Regions from separate parts of the Mus musculus genome. Here regions 1 and 2 are each linked to region 3. Evidence: chromatin contacts called from public HiChIP or PLAC-seq and promoter capture Hi-C data. All regions are on one chromosome and are shown on one strand. The core of a region is the stretch at or near the end of the contact, and the rest is flanking DNA. Distances in the headings are between cores, read along the strand shown.

Region 1 (3,923 bases), core at 1,124-3,623, 540 kb after region 3:
GATGGAGAATGGCTTAGAAACTGTGCAAGCAAGGGGTTGTGAAACTAGTAAGCTCCCTCTGGCTGTGGGTTGGCCTCAGTGGGACTTAATGGCAGATCCAAAGTATGGATAAGATAATGTCAGCAGAGGTGACAGGAGTCTAGCCTGTGGGTTCAAAGTAATTGACAGCCAGGTAGCCAAGCTATGAAGGGTGAAAACACGGTGCTGAGTCCTTTCTCAGGCCTTCGCCGTTAGCTTCTAGGAATGTGCTTGGGCAGAAGGGACAGAGTGTGGTCAAGATTTGTTCAGTACAGACGTGAGGCTCAGGATCCTAGGGATGTAGGAATGGCATCCCACTCTCTTATGGAGGTAGATTTGGCTGGAGAGTGACGCCTGGAAGGAGTCCTCACTGCAGAGCTGGTGGTTAGAACTCTGCAAAGGGGGAGGTCACCTAGTGAGAGTGGCAATTGCATTACCTATTTCCTGGGAATAGCTGCCCCTTGCAGCACAAGGCCTTTGTCCTGGCACAGACCATCTGCCATCTGCTCTCACCAGCTGCCCAGTAGGTGCCTGTGTATGAAGGCTAGTCCTAGGAAAGGCTTCAATTCAAGGCATGGCCACTGTCATTTCGGAAGCTGCCCCGGGCCCACAGCATGTTATGGACTCCATCCACTATGGCCACACAGGTTCTCAGAAGAGCCAGTGCTGGTTTCCCCAGAGTCCCCTTCTGCTGACTTTGGATCAGAATGGGTGGGAGCAGGTACACTCAGATGCCGACCCAGTCAACATGGGCCCAGGAACTGGTGGCTTGGCCAGAGGGGAGCAAGTCTAGTCCATGCAGTGGCTGAAGTCTTAGGGCGTGTCTTACTCTCACAGATGGTAGCGGACATGCGGGAAAAGCGCTACGTGCAGGAGGGCATTGGCAGCAGCTACCTTTTCCGGGTGGATCACGACACCATCATTGATGCCACCAAGTGTGGCAACCTCGCCAGGTTCATCAACCACTGCTGCACGGTGCGCTCAGGGCTGGGCCGGGGCTGGGCTGGGCAGGGGTGAGGTGGGGCTGTGGCTTACACTCCCACCTCCTGCAGCCCAACTGCTATGCGAAGGTGATCACCATTGAGTCTCAGAAAAAGATTGTCATCTACTCGAAGCAGCCCATCGGCGTGGATGAGGAGATCACCTACGACTACAAGTTCCCACTAGAAGACAACAAGATTCCGTGTCTGTGCGGCACTGAAAGTTGCCGTGGCTCCCTCAACTGAGGTGGGGCAGGACCGGTGCCCTCACCCCTATTTATTCCCCCTTGGTGCCCTAAGCTCCCAGCACCCCAGCCTTATTGGGCTCAGCAGGGCCCACTGCCCCCACCTTCACGTGGGATAGGGAGCACTGAGGCCAACAAGGGAGCCTCAGTCCTTTGAGGCATCTGCTGCCTCCCCTATGCCCCATGCCCAAACACCCTCTTAATTTTTTTTTCTTTGCGAAGAAGAAGCTGTAAATGTTTTGTAGCTGCCAGCAGCTGTTTCCTGTGGAAACCTGGGGTACCAGCCTGTATAGATGCTATTCTTGGGGGCTGCATAGCCCTTTGCTTCATGTTAATGGGGACTTCCCCTTCTGCCCTATGTGCACCCCGCCCCAGTTTAGGGGTCTCTGGGGCAGTGGCCATGTTCTCCCCCTGGGGGGGCCTTTGGCCCCTAGTCCTGGGAACTCTGTGCCTGGAACCCTGCCTCATCTGTTCCTGCCAGACCCTGTGGGTCACCCTCCCACCCTGGTGTCTCAGGGCTCTGGCTCAGTGGGCCAGGATGGTGGGGGGCAGGCCCTTCTTGTTGGGCTGGATTGTACATAATGTTAATAGTGAAACCCAACACCACATTTTTATAATTGTGATTAAACTTTATTGTACAAAAATGCTTGGTCAGTATCTTTGGGAAGAGCAGACTGGGATGCAAGTTGCCACAGTGGGTGAAGCAGGAGAGAGGGGGAATGGGTGGCTTTGAGTTTGGGGTGAATCAACCTGCAGACCGCAGTGCTGCTTTGGACCAACCACCTAGATACAACAAACATGCCAGATCTGTCTCACTATGGATGCTAGCCAGAATTATGTCAAGATCAGGTTTACCCTGCTCTCCCTCCCAGAACCATAGCTGGTGCTGGGCCTTCAGCCTACTGGGAGACCCAGCAGGAGGGACAAACATATCAGTGATGGGGGCATCCCTTCCCTACCCTATTATCCTGAAATACACTACCAAATGGGCAGGTTCTGTCCTTTGCCTGCCACTGAAGAGTGGACTGGCCACCAGGGGGCACTCTGGCAAGAAAATTCCCTCCAAACCCCCTTGCCCGCCCCTAGGGGTGGAGGCTAGGCTGGTCTCCTTCCTGGAATGGGTCAGGAGGGAGGAGCGAGCGGAAGGAAGGAAGCCTATGTACATCTAGCTGGTCCACCAGTCCAGGACACAACCTCCTCCAGTGGCCAGTTTGTGCGCCCTGGGACTTACTACAGGTAGGCAGAGCTGATACTGAGGCCCAGCTGGCCTGCCTTTTAGCCTGCGCCCTTCCAACCTCCCTATTCAACTCCTTGCTTTCTCTGCCTGTCCTTTAGTAATCTAGTCTTTTTTTTTTTTTTTTTTTTTCCCCCCACCCGCCTCAATCCCTCCCATTCTGCATCCAATTCTAGTGACTCAGCAGTTAGGGTCAGAGGGCAGGGAGCCTTAGTGCTACAGGCACAGAAAACTGCAACCCACCCCTGCTACTCAGCCTCTCCACCCACACTGCTCCCACCTAATGATCCCTTCTATGAAGAACACATGGTTGGAGCAGGTGCTACCAGGCAATTCTAGTGAGCTAAATTCTCTTCCCACAGCTGGGCATGGCAGACTCTGCACAGGTGCCAACACTGGTATACCTGGTCACAGGTGGCTGCGGCTTCCTGGGGGAACATATTGTTCGGATGCTGCTGGAACGGGAGCCCAGGCTCCGGGAGCTGCGTGTCTTTGACCTGCACCTGAGTTCTTGGCTGGAGGAGCTGAAAGCAGGTGACTGGAGTGGGGCAGTAGCAGGAGGTAGGGAGGCCCCATCCCTTCCCAGACTGGGATACCTCAGCTTATGGAAAAGATGATTCCTGTTTGTTCTCCACCAGACAGAGGGGCCGGGTGAGTCATTGGTTCATGTGGCTTCCAGGGTGTGGACAGGCCAAACTCAGCAGCTGGCTAAGGCCCCAGCTCTGACACTGCCTCGGGTCTCCACCAGGGCCTGTGCAGGTGACTGCCATCCAGGGGGATGTGACTCAGGCCCATGAGGTGGCAGCAGCCATGTCTGGATCACATGTGGTCATCCATACAGCTGGGTTGGTGGATGTGTTTGGGAAGGCCAGTCCAAAGACCATCCACAAAGTCAACGTGCAGGGTGAGCTGCTACCTACCTGTTGGCCCCTAGTGTGTGGCCTGCCTCTGACCAGTGATTTTTATGGGAGGGCCTGTCCTTTTTGATAACCTTGTCCATTTACTGCTGTCGAACCCTGTCCTGACCTGATGCGGTTCTCCTTGGACACTGGGGGGGGGGGGGGGGCAGAAGGAGTGAGAGGCGGGAAGACACAGCTTGCGTCTGTCCCTTTCCTCCATAGGCACACAGAATGTGATTGATGCTTGTGTGCAGACTGGCACTCAGTACCTGGTCTACACGAGCAGCATGGAAGTGGTGGGGCCTAACATCAAGGGCCACCCCTTCTACAGGTGAGCTCAGCCCCACTTAATCTTAGAGCCCATTTCCCTCCAGCACTCAGTCTTCTTTCTCCCCTCTCCAGGGGCAATGAAGATACCCCATATGAGGCAGTCCACAGCCATCCCTACCCATGCAGTAAAGCCCTTGCTGAGCAGCTGGTCCTCGAGGCCAATGGAAGGAAGGTACACTGCAAAGATGGGACTTGAGCTGCAGGGGCAGAGCCTGAG
Region 2 (3,833 bases), core at 1,259-3,758, 640 kb before region 3:
GGACCTCATGGTGCTCAAGAATATGTAGGGGACTGGCCACAGGTTGTCTCTGGGACAGCACTGCAAAGAAACAAAGCAACTTCCCTGGAAGAAACCATAGAAACAGGCTCCTCAAAGCATCTGCATACATTAGAACAAGGCAACAATCACGGAGAACCGTTCAAGCCCATATGCTACGCAATAAGGACGCTCCCTTTCCAGATCAGCCTCCTAGAGAGACACACAATGGACACAGCCAGACACAACACACCCAAACAAAACAAAGGCACACAACACACGCCAAAGCTGTCACTGCTGTACGATTTATTGTTGCTGCCACCCAAGGGCATCCGATTTATTTCCCCCACAGTTCTTTTGGGGGCTGTCTTCCTAGCTCTGCCCGTCTACCCTCTGCTTCTTGCTCCCATCTTGCCCTTTTGCTGGGTCTGGAAGGGTGGAAGGGCTCCCTCTCCAGAACCTCACTTAGGTGGGAAAGAATCAAGCAGGCCTAGGTCCTGCTTACAACTCCTAATTTCTCCAAGGTCCTGTATCCATTGCTGGGTGTGATGTCCTGTATCCATTGCTGGGTGTGATGTCCTGTATCCATTGCTGGGTGTGGTGTCTGTGGTCTGGCCTTATCTGTGCAGAGGGAAAGCAGGCAACGAAAGGGACAGAGATCAGAGTTTGACTTCCACCTTTCCTACTCATATTTGCTATTACCTTAGAGAAGTACTTGACTCTATCTGCCTCAGTTTCCCTTTCCATAAACCAAACTTCCTCTCCATTGGAAAGGCTCCATGGGAACTCCCCCCACCTCTGGTTACCAGGGAGCTCAGTCAAATACGGGTCTCATATTATTTTAGATGTAGAATAAAAATAGTGTCACAACACTATTGTTTTGTTTTGTTTTGGTTTTGGTTTTTGTTTTTTGTATTTTGTTTTTTCGAGACAGGTTTCTCTGTATAGCCCTGGCTGTCCTGGAACTCACTTCTTAGACCAGGCTGTCCTTGAACTCAGAAATCCATCTGCCTCTGCCTCCCAAGTGCTGGGATTAAAGGCGTGTGCCACCACTGTCCGGCCAACACTATTTTTTTCATTTATTGATATGCCAATGTGTTTGCATGCATGTGCGCACATGCGTATTCTCGTGTGCTACTTTGAGCATATGGAAGTCGGTGGACATTGGGGGCACAGAGGTCCTTGTACTCAAGAGAAGCACTAAGAACCAGAAGTTTTAATCATGCCGTGTGTCTCCTCAATGCAGGAGATAAAGTCAAATACCTGCATTCCACTCAGAAATCTGAGAGTGGATTTTGTTAACAACCTGGTGAGCTTTTGGCTCTGTGTGGAGTCAGACCTCCCCAGCTTTTGCTATAGAAGCCGACCTCACTCAAGTTCTCCAGAATGATAATCCCAGACTCTCCCCTCCCTAGACCATTACCCACTCTTAGGAGAGATGTCACATCTGCCTGATGACCTCCATGCTATTGGTCAGAGACCACTCTAGATTCTAGGCCTTTAGCTCTAGAACCCACCCTCATGGAGTTTCAGTGTAGTCACACCTCAAGCTTTATTGTGCTCCTGGAATTGAACTGATGGACCTGACTGTTGCCTAGAAACCTCTTCCCAAATTGTACTGTGTTTTAAATATGCTGACAGTGAACCGCCTGGCGTTAGATGCCCTGAAATCTGATCCAAGCTGATGGAATTCGGTCTGAATGGGGTTTTCATTCTTATCACTTCCCTGCCTGGACATCTATCTGCAGGGCTCCCTGGGAACACAGCTTGCAGTTGGTTCTCTCCCCTTTCATCACTCGAGTCCCAGAGATCAAGCACAGGTTGTCCTGCTTGCCTGCAAGAGCCTCTACCTGCAGCGCCATCTCACCAGGACCAGCTTTTGGCTCCCCGCTTCCCGCTCGGCACACTTAGGCCCGGCTCTCCCGACTCACCTCCAGCTCCGTCTCAGCGCCAGGCTTTTTTCCTTTCAGAGTTCTGGAACTTGGTCAGCAGCTTCCTCTCATGCCCGCCAGGGCTAGGGCGGTTGGTATTGGCAGCAGCTTCTCTCTTGGTCCGACCTTTCCGACCTCCCCCGACTGGTGGAGCAGGAGGTAGAGGAGGTGTGTGAGGTTAGGACAGGCATATAAATGGCCAGAGTGGGGCGGTCACGTCTTCACGTCTGAAGCACTCTATCCTTGCTGTTTACTCAAGTATAGAATGAGAGATGCTCACTTGTGAGTTCTTGGGGCTAAGGGAGACAGAACTCAGTAGATGAGACTAGAAGGGGTTACTTGGGAGTTGGGAATAGATTAGCTAGGAAAGGTAAACCGGGGTACCCAGTGAGAAGCAGATGGGCTGACCAAGGAGCTACCACGAAAACCTTACCGACACAGGGATGGGCCAGGCTGTACTGATCATATTCATCCAGGATTCCATCTTCATCCTCTAGGTTTAGAGGTTGCTGGGAAGGGTTGGCTGTTGGTGGCAAGGTGGCCATTATGCCTAGTCTGCTCTCTCCAAAGTCTTGCCTGTGTCTCCTTGTCTGAATGTCTGCCCTCTCCCAGTTTCTCACCCTACTTATAACGCTGTCTCCTCCCTAAACCACGGGGTTGGCCCCCGCCCTCCAAGCCCTGTCTGATGCAATCTGGCCCTTTCCCAGAACTGGGCCCATAGACAGCAGTCCTGAGCAGAGAGGAGCACCCTCCCCTCCCTCCTCCCTCACAGGACTCACCCAAGCACAGCTGTGTTTTTCCACGTGGAAAGCTCTCGCCTCAGGGGCGGAGGAAGCAGACAGGATCTGGGCACAGTCTTTGGGATATTGGCCAGGGAGAGCAGAGGGCCTCAGATAGGCCAGTCCTTCCTATCATTTCAGCCTCTGCCACAAGCCCCTCCTGGGCCTGGGTCATAGTTAGACAGACAGACAGACAGACAGACAGACACACACACACACACACACACACACACACACACACACACTGTAGTCTGGTTCAGATTCAGGAGGTAGTGGCAGCATACATACTGAAAAGGGAGGGAGGAGGGACACTGACCCACTTCTTGCTTGGTCAGCAGTTCCTGTCACACCCAAGGCTTCTATTTTTGTGAAAAGTCCCCTTCAACAGAGTCCCCAGGGACTTCTTCCTCATGCAAGATGGAGGATAGCTAGCTGGTAGAGACAGCAAATACCCTGGATTCCACACTCTGATTCCTGATCCACCTCCCTCTACCTTTCTTTCTGACAGAATCCTTCTATGGAGCCCAGGTTAGCCCTTGAACTTGCAATTCTCTGGCCTCCTCATCCTAAATGCTGGGATCACAAGTCAGCTCAGATCCAGTGTTTCCTGCTGTGTGACCTTGGACACGTCACTTTCCCTCTCTGATTGCTTCAGGTTCCCCCTTTAACAGAGGATAACTCTATCTGGCTCTGTTGGTGAGAGGTTGCAGACTCATGAGGCCTGGAAAACCTTCACAAGCGGGAACAGTGTAAGGATTAGTCACAACTTCCCATGGGTTCCCATACAGTGCCCTTGCCTTGACCCTCCCCCCTCAAAAAAAAAAAGGGTGGAGAAAAGGAATTTAAAATAAAATATTGTGTGTTGGCAAGATGACTCAATGGGTAAAGTACTTGCCACCAAGCCTGACAACCTGAGTTTATCGGTTTCCAGGACCCATACAGTATGGGAGAGAAAAATGTCCCATAAATTGTCCTCTGACCCTCACATTCCTATCCATGTACACACACAATAAATACGTGTGACTTCTAAAATTTAAATAATATATTGAGGGCAGAATGAAATAAACAGGTATTTGTGCTTTGATACCCCCTGCCTTGTTTTTTAGGCAGTCTCACTGTTTTAGCT
Region 3 (3,824 bases), core at 219-2,718:
CACCCACCAGGGCTGGGACTCGTCTGTCATCTCTGTATCCCTAGCAGCAGCACAGAATACAGCAGTAAGGAAAATAAAACCAACCACAGTTTTTGAGGCTAAAATACATTGTTTCCCCAACCCCAAACAGCCTCTTCCAGGAAGACTCCATCTACTCACAAGAGTTCTGCCAGCTCGCCCACTTCTCCCACCAAGGCTAGCAGCAGGTTCCGAGGCTGGTGGAACTGCTCCCAGTCCCGCTCAGCTGCAAACTCTGCATGGAGGCGTCGGCTGGAATAAAGTAAAGGGGTGGAGGTTCAAGTCTCAGGGTTAGAGGACAAGACGCAGGTGCCTGGCATACATCTAGAAAGGGCATGGGACTCTGAATCCTACAGTCAAACATCTTGGATGTCCTTATGTTACTAACTTTTAACAAGACTTTTTAAAAAAGATTTATTTACCTATTTTATGTTTGTGAGTACACTGACACTCTTCTCAGACACGCCAGAAGAGGGCATCAGATCCCATTACAGATGGTTGTGAGCCACCATGTATGTGGTTGCTGGGAACTGAACTCATGAACTCAGGACCTCTGGAAGAGCAGTCAGTGCTCTTTAACCACTGAGCCATCTCTCCAGCCCTAACAAGCCTTTCATTGGGGTTGGGGGTGGTGTTCAAGACAGGGTTTCTCTGTGTAGCCCTGGCTGTTCTGGAACTCACTCTGTAGACCAGGCTGGCCTCAAACTCAGAAATCCACCTGCCTCTGCCTCCCAAATGCTGGGACTAAAGGTGTTCGCCACCACTGCCCGGCTAAGACTTTCTTATCATCTGGAAATGAACGTGCCCCTGTACAGATTTTAACCTCAAGCCAAATTAAGCAACACCCTTTATTATTCCATTTTCCTACTGCTACTTCTTCCGGTACTCCACCTTAACGCCCCTATCTCCACACATCTAGGTCTAACTAACTCACAGGATGCAGTTTTGAGACACTGCCCACTGGGGCCTTCCTTGACATTCTGCAAGAAAAAAGAATTCTACACTTCAGCTTCCCCTGTCCAACTACCCATCTCTCCTGGGGTGCAGAGGTTCTAACAGACCTCTGTTATCTCTCCAAGGTTGTATTAAAGGTTGGTACTTAACATGCCCGGGGGCGTCACCCAATTTCCCCGGCCTCAGGTGTGCACTGTGCACATAATGTTTATTTAGCTAGGTTCTCCAGAGGTCAGCCAGGAGGACCCGGATGGCCTCGGACGTGTTGTTCTTCTGGACCACGTGGAGGGACCCTCCTCATTACCACAAAAAGGTTAGTTTCTCCATCCGAGGACGGACAAGGACTGCTTACATGTCCTCAAGCGTGGGCTCCGGACTGAATCTGAACGGGCGGGCAGCAGCAGAGTCTTCTTGTCCCACAGTACCGCGCTCACCGTCACCAGCCGTGGACATTCCGCCCACTAGTCCAACCCGCGCGGGAGCGGACCCCGCGCCGCGCTCGGAGCCGCCTCCAGAGTTCTGACCAATCACGGCTTCTCAGTGCGTTCCCGGGGCGGAGCCGGAGGAGGACCCAGTCATATACGTGAATTTTAGCTACGGCCCGCCCCTTCTCCGGCCTGAACCAATCTGAAGGGAGTTTCAAGTGTATTTTCTCCTTCTGTGCCCTCGAGTTCTTCCGCCCAGGCGAAACTTCTTAAAGGGACAGGTACAAATTCAATCTGGGAAAGACAGTAGAACAGAAAGCCTAATGCGACGTGACTTGCTTAATGGGCGCCAGATGGCGCCAAAGTGAAATGGCAGGCGCGGAGGAGGCGGGTCCACTGAGAGCAAAAACCCTACAAGTGAAGGACCCAGCATGTGCGTGGTCATTTCACGTGGACGGCCTTCACACAATTTGAAAGAGATTGATGAGAAAAACTGCATACTTCCAGAGAGGGGGAGGACCCAGTCTTTGTAACCCATTTCAGCGTCCTACACCAGTGGATTCCAATGATTGCAAGCAATCCTACAGGGAGAGGAAGGCATACCTCCTCTTCGCGTTTACGTGACACTGACATTTGTAGCAGGTAGATAGGGTATGACCTCTTTCCCATGGGTCACTATCACAGCCTTACACAATGCACAAGAGGACACCAAGCTCGTTTACACTGGCTAGGTTTTGAAGCCTGTTTTCTTTTAAAAGACTTGTTTTTATTCTCTCTCTCTCTCTCTCTCTCAATCTCTCTCTCTCCCTCTCTCTCTCTCTCTCCATATTTACATGTATGTCTTTGGACCCCTTGTGTGCCCGTGCCCAGGACAGCCAGAAGAAGATGTCGGATCCAGGATTAGAACTGTGGTTCTCTGCAAGAGCAACAAGTGGTCTTATCCTTAGAGCCATCTTTCCAGACCCGTAAGATTTTTTTTTCTCCTTAAGAACCTTAAGAATTACAAAGAAAATTATGTATATGCGTGTGTCCAGGTATGTGCATTGGGTGTGTGCACATGAGTTGTTAGCAAAGGTCAGAGATGTAGAATCCCCTGGAACTAGAGTTATCAGTGGTTATGAAGTACCAAACCCTGATCCCTCTATAAGAGGAGCAAAGTTGTTTGTGATAGGCTTTCACTGTATAGTCTTGGCTATCCTGGAACTCACTCTGTAGACCAGGCTGGCCTCAAACTCACAGAGCTCCACCTGCCTCTGTCTCCTGAGTGCTAGGATTAACGTGTGTGCCACCATCACCAGGCAGGTAACAAAGGTTTTCAACTGCTCAGCTATCAGCACTGCACACCCTTTCTCAATTTTTTGTTTGTTTGTTTGTTTCGAGACAGGGTTTCTCTGTGTAGCCCTGGCTGTCCTGGAACTCACTCTGTAGACCAGGCTGGCCTCAAACTCAGAAATCCACCTGCCTCTGCCTCACAAGTGCTGGGATTAAAGGCATGAGCCACCTCCGTCCAGCTTCCCTTTTTCATTTTTAAAGGTTCCAGGATGGAACCCAGAGACTTGAGCATGATAGGCAAGTTCTGTACCCAGCCCATGGAGCTATCCAATCTCTTCAGAATTTTCAATCTGAAAAATCACAGAGTCAGTCATTGACCATGACAGGAATGGAGTTACCCAAGAAGAGGGGTTGTTTTGTTGGTTCGGTTGGTTTGAGTTTTTGAGGCAGTCTATCACCTTATAACCCTGGAACTCATTACGTAGCTTAGGGTACTGTCAAACTCATGCCAATCCCCCTGCATCGCCTTCTAAGCACTGAAATTATAGACATGAGGCATGGACGGGTGCCAGCTGTTTGTGTGTAACCCAGCTGTACAGCTGTTTGTTTTTGTACCTCAGTCATAGTCACTCTGTCTGTTCTCCGCTTTAGAAAGGGCTTGCATTCTTGTAGAAATGAAAGAAAAAAAGAAAGTGGAAGAAAGAGTCAGATTCTAGACACTAAGATCAGAGAGGAGGCTGGGTGTAGCTTAGTGGTAGAGGTTTGCATGCAAGGGAGCATTGGCTCAAACTCTAGCACCAAATTCATAAATAAAACCCAATGGTGTAGTGATTTCCTGCTAAGTACAGATAGATTCCTCTGGCAAGCTAGTGCATTTATCTAAAGAGACAGACATGAAGGCCATCACAGTTTTCTTTGTGATATCGGCAGAAGCGAGGGCAGTTCAGAGGCGCCGGTGTGTTACAGGCTGCTTACACAATGGACATTGTCAGCAGTTCACACGGAGTACAAGCAGCAGACACAATTCTGAACTGGTTTAAACAAGGCAAGGGGATCTGAAGCAAGTGTGGTGCATGCTTGTAACCCTTATCATCTGGGAGGCTGAGACAGGAGGATCAGAAGTTCAAGGTGAGTTTCAGCTGTACTGAGAAAACT

What was found. Promoter capture Hi-C pulls out the DNA fragments that hold promoters and counts their contacts. HiChIP or PLAC-seq counts read pairs in DNA pulled down with a chosen protein or histone mark.
Region 1: a contact with region 3 is called in an RNA polymerase II HiChIP or PLAC-seq map of embryonic stem cells, with 8 read pairs. The contact joins the promoter of Hsd3b7 here to the promoter of Dctpp1 in region 3. A contact is called at or near these places in 3 of 39 promoter capture datasets (liver and pre-B cells), 1 of 484 Hi-C or Micro-C datasets (liver) and 5 of 115 datasets of contacts at active chromatin or transcription factors (bone marrow-derived macrophages, craniofacial prominence, embryonic stem cells and 2 more).
Region 2: a contact with region 3 is called in a promoter capture Hi-C map of liver, with 2.7 times the contacts expected there. The contact joins the promoter of Nupr1 here to the promoter of Dctpp1 in region 3. A contact is called at or near these places in 1 of 39 promoter capture datasets (liver) and 1 of 115 datasets of contacts at active chromatin or transcription factors (pancreatic cancer cells).

What each region holds. Positions count from the first base shown.
Region 1 is chr7:127,798,236-127,802,158 of GRCm38.p6, forward strand. Hsd3b7 (hydroxy-delta-5-steroid dehydrogenase, 3 beta- and steroid delta-isomerase 7) reads left to right here and starts at 2,374. Exons shown (of 7, transcript NM_133943.2): 1 at 2,374-2,479; 2 at 2,840-3,011; 3 at 3,226-3,381; 4 at 3,599-3,707; 5 at 3,779-3,878. The coding sequence starts at 2,846. Setd1a (SET domain containing 1A) reads left to right here. Exons shown (of 19, transcript NM_178029.3): 18 at 856-993; 19 at 1,071-1,887. The coding sequence ends at 1,244.
Region 2 is chr7:126,622,962-126,626,794 of GRCm38.p6, forward strand. Nupr1 (nuclear protein transcription regulator 1) reads right to left here and starts at 2,509. Exons shown (of 3, transcript NM_019738.1): 1 at 2,362-2,509; 2 at 1,929-2,072; 3 at 285-618. The coding sequence starts at 2,473. The coding sequence ends at 1,942. The region is part of intron 1 of Gm39087 (a long non-coding RNA gene); the gene reads left to right.
Region 3 is chr7:127,259,199-127,263,022 of GRCm38.p6, forward strand. Dctpp1 (dCTP pyrophosphatase 1) reads right to left here and starts at 1,469. Exons shown (of 3, transcript NM_023203.1): 1 at 1,325-1,469; 2 at 160-270. The coding sequence starts at 1,425.